Regions from separate parts of the Sus scrofa genome. Here region 1 is linked to region 2. Evidence: chromatin contacts called from public HiChIP or PLAC-seq data. All regions are on one chromosome and are shown on one strand. The core of a region is the stretch at or near the end of the contact, and the rest is flanking DNA. Distances in the headings are between cores, read along the strand shown.

What was found. HiChIP or PLAC-seq counts read pairs in DNA pulled down with a chosen protein or histone mark.
Region 1: a contact with region 2 is called in an H3K27ac HiChIP or PLAC-seq map of alveolar macrophages. The contact joins the promoter of KSR1 here to the enhancer-like site in region 2. A contact is called at or near these places in 1 of 5 promoter capture datasets (liver), 18 of 47 Hi-C or Micro-C datasets (alveolar macrophages, blood, embryonic fibroblasts and 9 more) and 2 of 2 datasets of contacts at active chromatin or transcription factors (alveolar macrophages and skeletal muscle).

What each region holds. Positions count from the first base shown.
Region 1 is chr12:43,925,356-43,928,507 of Sscrofa11.1, reverse strand. KSR1 (kinase suppressor of Ras 1) reads right to left here and starts at 1,286. Exons shown (of 19, transcript XM_021067472.1): 1 at 582-1,286.
Region 2 is chr12:43,628,771-43,631,870 of Sscrofa11.1, reverse strand. It overlaps NF1 (neurofibromin), which reads left to right. Exons shown (of 59, transcript XM_021067460.1): 21 at 146-229. Among named protein-coding and RNA genes, the nearest start is that of OMG, 62 kb to the right of the region's middle. Within about 2 kb of position 1,805, at least 1 of the 83 cell types and tissues checked has an H3K27ac peak or open chromatin away from gene starts, as enhancers often do. A contact at or near this core is called in alveolar macrophages, where this site is marked.

The DNA of each region.
Region 1 (3,152 bases), core at 37-2,536, 300 kb before region 2:
ATATAGAATGGATAAATGACAACGCCCTACTACACAGCACAGAGAACTACACTGAATATCCTGTGATAAACCATAATGGAAAAGAACGTGAAAAAGAATATATACACATATAACTCGATCACTTTGCTGTACAGCAAAAATGAATACAGCATCGTAAATAAACTATATCTCAATAAAATAAATTACAAAAAAGAAAAAAATCTTCCCCTTTAATCCTTCAGGCCTGCTCTGACAGGCCTAGATCCTAGAGTAAAATCAGCCTAGGCAATAGTAATGGCTAAAATTCACTCATTCATTCATTCATTCAATTCATTCAACAAGTATTTCCTGGGTTCCTAGTTTTCACCAGACAGTTTTCTAGATGTTAGAGATACAGCAGTGCCCAAAGAAAGACAACAGACAGAATCTCTGCCTTCATGGAGCCCAAATTCTGGAAGAGTCTCTAGTGCTTATCAGACGCCAAGCTCTGCTATAAGCATCTTCTGAGTCCGAACTCATTTAATCCTCACAATAACTCTGTACGTTATTATACACCCAGTTTACAGGTGAGGAAATTGAGGCAACAAGATAAGGTACCTTACCTGGTAATAATAATGACCATCATTTCCTGCGTCCTTTCGCCACGTCAGCCGTGGGGGGAAGGGGAGGTATTTTACTGGAATGAGTCTCCCTGCCTCCTGGGAGCCTGGAGGGAAAGCAGAGGAGAGAGGCACCCATCCAGAGGGGCCGGCACTGGGCGCAGAGGGACACCTCCTTGCAAAGCCAGTCAGCTGGGTGCTCAGTCCACGCTGGGGCTGGGTCACCACCCAGTAACTTCAGGCTCCACCTGGGAAGCAAGTGGAGCCCTCAGCTTCTGTAGCTTCCAGGGGGTGACACTGTTTCAGGGCCCAGAAATGATCCGAATCTGGGAAATATTATTGTCTGCAAACCTTGTACTGGAAACATCACGGGGGAGCAGGTTGGCAGCGAGGAGGGAAAAATTAATACCTGCGTGTCTGCAGGGAAAATCACGGGCCTGGGGGGCCCAGAGTGCTGAGTTCCAGTCCCGCGCCTCTCAGGATGGGCTGCTCTGCCTTGTCAAAACACACCCCTCTCCCAGGTCCGGATTTCCCCATCTGTGACCGTTCGGGGTCTGATTTCGGGCAGAGGGTAGGCAAGAGCAAGGTCAGAGGTCTTGTTCTGCTTCCCCTGCTCCTCATCAGCCAGGGAAGGGGGTCCCGGGGGTGGGGGTGGAGGGCGGCCAGGGAAGCGGGCTCCGGCTCTGCTCGCGCGTCCGGGGAAGGCGGGCTCGGCCGCCCCCTGCCGGCCGGGAAGCTCCCAGCGGCCCGAGATCCAGGTCTGCTGAGCTGGGCACTGGATTATGTCACTCGGGAGAAAGGAAATGAGTCATCACCCCCCGGGGGCCTTAGGGCGGCCGGGCCAGTGAGGAGTCGCGGCCACAGGAACCCGGGACAATGGCGGGAAGTGAGAGGAATGTGGGCCTGGCTGCAGCAGCGCGGGCCCCCTCCGTGACCCCTGACCCCAACCCAGCAGAAAGCCTCACACTCCGGGGGGGATAGCTGGGGGCGGGAGGGCAGTTGGAGGCAGCCGGGTGGGGTGGCTGGAGGACGATGGGGTAAAGCCATATGGGGGCGCCCCAACCTGAAGAACCGGCAGGTCATCTTTCCATCGGCCTAGCCCGGCCCCCTAGTGGCTCCCCATTGTCCCTGGAATAGTGCTCAAACTTGACGGAAGATCAGAATAATCCCATGGGCTGGTTAAAACCCAGATCTCCAGGCCCCCCACCAGAGTAGGTCAGGGCTGGGGCAACAGCAGTGCATTTTTAACAAACTCCTAGTAGCTGATGCTGAGGCAGGAGTCCTGGGACCACGACCCAAGCCACTTAGCTGGCCTATTGTTCTGTGTGTCCAGCCTCACCTCTCTCCACTTCCTACCTCCTGCACACATGCTCTAGCAAGACTCAACTACTTGCTCTTTGCTATTTCTTTCTTCTGTGTGTTTACACTGGCTGTTTCCTTTGATGGAAATACCTTCCCCTCATTTCACTGCTGCCCAAACTGGCTGACTTCTACCAACACTTAAAAATCTCCTCCATGATGTACATCAAAGGGCACAAATAACAGAGTGAAGAGGCCGCCCACAGGTCAGGAGAAAATACTTGCAAACTCTACACGATAAGGGGTCGCTATCCAGAATATATAAAGAACTCCTATGAACCAACAACCAAAAAACACGCCACAGGATTTTTAAACGGGCAAAGGATTTGAATAGACATTTCTCCAAAGAAGATCCAGGAATGGCCCATAAGCCCAAGAAAACATACCCGATATCGCTAATCTTTAAAGAAATGCAAATCAAAACCGCAATGAGATACCACTTCACCCATTAGGATAGCTATTATGGAACACCAAGTCATCTGAAGTGTTGAAAAGGATGTGGAGAAACTGGAACACTTGTGCACTGTTGGCGGGGACGCAAAATGGTGTGGCTGCTGTCAAAAACAGTATATGGTGGTTGCTCAAAATGAGGAATATGATCCAGTGATTCTATTTCTGCATATATACCAGAAAGAATTGAAAGCAGATACTTGAAGAGATATTTGTACTCCCATGTTCATAGCAGCTTTATTCACAGCAGCTAAAAGGCAGAAGAAATCCAAGTATCGATTGACTGAAAGGATAACAAAATGTGGAGTATAAATACAATGGAATATTATTTAGACTTAAAAAGGAAGGAAATTCTGCAGTTCCCACTGTGGCGGATCCAGCCTTGCAGCAGCTGTGGCATAGGTCACAGCTGCAGTTTGGATTTGATCCCTGGCCTGGGAACTTTCACATGCTTAGGGTGCTGCCCCCCCCCAAAAAAAAGGAAGGAAATTCTGACACATAATACAACATAGACGAACCTTGAAGACATGAAGCTAAGTGAAATAAGCCAGTCACCAAAGGACAAAAATGATAAGTTTCCACTCATAGGAGGTACCGAGGCAGTCAAATTTTAGAGGCAAAAGAATTGCCAGGGGCAGAGTGGGGAAGGGGAGGTTGGGGAGTTACTGTCTAATGGGTAGTTTCAGTTTTTCAAGTTGAAGCATTCTGGGGACGGATGGTAGTGACAGTTGCACAGCAGGGTGAGTGTACTTAGAGCCACTGAAC
Region 2 (3,100 bases), core at 556-3,055:
TGGCCAGGAATAGCTTTTAAAGCAAATCTAAGATATGTTCATATTACAAGTAGGATATTAAAATATGCACCAAGCCTGAGACCTGTTACTGATTTTTAGATCTAAGTTTAAAGTTGCTTTCAAGTGGTAATTGCCTTCATTTTAGGCTTGGGAAGATACGCATGCAAAGTGGGAACAAGCTACAAAACTAATCCTCAACTACCCGAAAGCCAAAATGGAAGATGGCCAGGTGAGTTTGTGAAGTCAATTTTGTCTGTTAGTCAATTTTGTCTGCTAAATATATGTACTTTACTTCAGTAATCTTTTGTGAGTCACTCTTAGTATAATAACATAATTGTCTTAAGAATGACATTTAGATGTGGTTCATCTGAACCTGCACTAGTACAGTAGCCACTAGTCAAATTAAAATTTAACTTAATTAACATTAAATATGATTAAAATTCAGTTTCTTTGTCCTAAAATAGCCACATGTGGAAATTGACTGCTATGGATAACACAGGTAGAAAATGCTTTCATCATTACAGAAATGTTGGGCACCTCTGAGCTAGAGATGATTTATGGTAGAGACCATTCCTTTCCCCTCTTTTCTTTTTCTTTCGCCATCAGAGCATTTCATGGAATTTTTAGGAAAGGGACAGTAGAGGTAGAGAAAAATAAAATTGAAATAATATATTTTACTATTTTATTAGATACTCTAATTAAGAGATCTGGTGGCCAGAAGATTGAATCCACATGTTAAATAAAGTTTTAAAGTTTGGACATTTTATTTATCAACTCTTATCATCAGTTACCCTGGAAATTAATAATTAATTGATATTTGTGTATGTTTGATTTGTAATGCCCACATTGTTCTTATTATTAGGTATTTTAGAAAAACTCATTAGATTCCCTTTTTTTCTTGTCCTGGTTAATAAGAACAAGAAAAAAAAGTTGTGTTTTTTGAAGCAAAAGTCTGTACCTAATATTATTTGGAGAGGGCATGTAGCTTTAGAATGAAAGAATTTTTTTTTGATAATTGTTTTATTGATATATAATTCACATACCATATAATTCATTTGTTTAAAGTGTATGATTCAGTGGTTTTTTAGTATATTCACAGAATGTGCATCCATCACCACAGTTTAATCAAAGCCTACACTCTTTAGCTATCATCCTTAACCTTCCTCCCACACCCTTGCCCCCAGCCCTAGGCAGTCACTATTTTACTTTATGTTTCAGTAGCCTATTCTGGACATTTCTCATAAATAGAATCACACAATATGTCGTCTCTAGTGACTGGTTTCTTTTACTTGGCATAGTGTTGGCAAGGTTCATTCAAGTAAATCAAAGTTTTTAAAGGAATTTGATATTCTTGATTGATTATATTAGTCTGTGCCAAAAATATGTGGTTTCTCTTTAAAAATGTGTATGCTTTAATCTTAAGTTTGGATTTTTTTACTTTTTAAATTTTTTGCATCTTTGTATAGTTTTTTAAAATTGAAGTGTAATACACATACAAAAATATGTGTAAATTGAAATGACAGTGCAAAATATTAGGAGGCAAACATACCTGTGCAGCCAACACCCACATAAAAAAAGAAATCATTACCAGCGTCCCAGAACTTTTCATTTGCCCTTTCCAGTCATTAACAACTAAGGGTAGCCATCAACTGAATACAATCATTTTCCTATTGTTAAACTTATATAAATGAAGCTATAGAAACATATTCTTAATATCTGTCTTCTTTCACTCAACATAATATTAGTGAGATTTAGCCACACTATTCTGTGCAGTTGTAGTTCATTCATTGTTGTTGCAATATATTACTTCATTCAACAGTCCTCAATTTAGTTTTCCTTTCTCTTCCTTTTTTGGCATTGGATAGCCATACAGAGACCTTTTTTTTTTTTTTTTTTTTTGCTTTTTGGGAACACACCGGCGTCATATGGAGGTTCCCAGGCTAGGGGGTCTAATTGGAGCTATAACTGCCAGCCTACACCACAGCCACAGCAACACGAGATCTGAGCCGCATCTGCAACCTACACCATAGCTCATGGCAATGCCACATCCTTAAGCCACTGAGCAGGGCCAGGGATCGAACTGCAGCCTCATGGTTCCTAGTTGGATTTGTTTGCACTGTGCCACAACGGGCACTCCGAGACTAGTTATTTTGAACAGTGCTGTTATGAACATTTTTGAATGTGTCTTTTGCTGACCTAGGGATCTATTTCTGTAAGGTACACACTTAAGGATGGGATTGCTGGGTCACAAGGTATGCAAATGCACATATGGCGAATATAAACTGATACCACTACATTAAAAACTGGTAGTTTCACAAAGACTTTTGAAAGACAACATTTTGAAATGAACTACTATAGAGGTATTTATACTATAGAGGTGAATTATCATCCATCCATTAAAAATATTCCTTTTGAAAAATATATACCGAATGAGGAAATTGATCTACTAACAGGGATCTATTAGTGGTTTCTTATATCTACGTGAAAAGCAATTTTTCTGTTGTGATAGTCAAATTATAGCCCTTTAAAGACCAAAAGTAAGAAATAAAATATTGTACCTATTTTTTCTAATTCAGTTAGAGATAAAATATTTTGAAGCACTTAAATATTCAATAAAGTTAGACATTTATATCAGGCCTGGGCAAAAAGGTAAGCTGAAAATATATAGTATAATATATTTTCAGCTGATAATGGAATTCACTATGTCAAAGAATGGAACATTATCAAAGCAATATATGACAAGGGAAACCTGAAATTGTGGAACTGAAAATCAAGAAACTTGTGGAAAATCAAGAAACATTTGAGCCCCGATAAGAGGTATATAAATATACAGCAGAATTAAAACTAGAAGAAAAACGCTAACCTAATTCTTTATGCACTCTGAAAGTCAGACACGGGAGTTTCCTAGCGGCCTAGCAGTTAGGAATTCGGCATTGTCCTTGCTGTGGCGCATGTTTGATCCCTGGCCTGGGAACTTCCACATGCCATGGGTGTGGCAAATGAATGAATGAAACAGAAGATCCCACAAATGAAAGAACAAACCTTATAATATTTATGTTTCAGCTTCAGTTTAACTTCACTTATTTAACTTCTCATATTA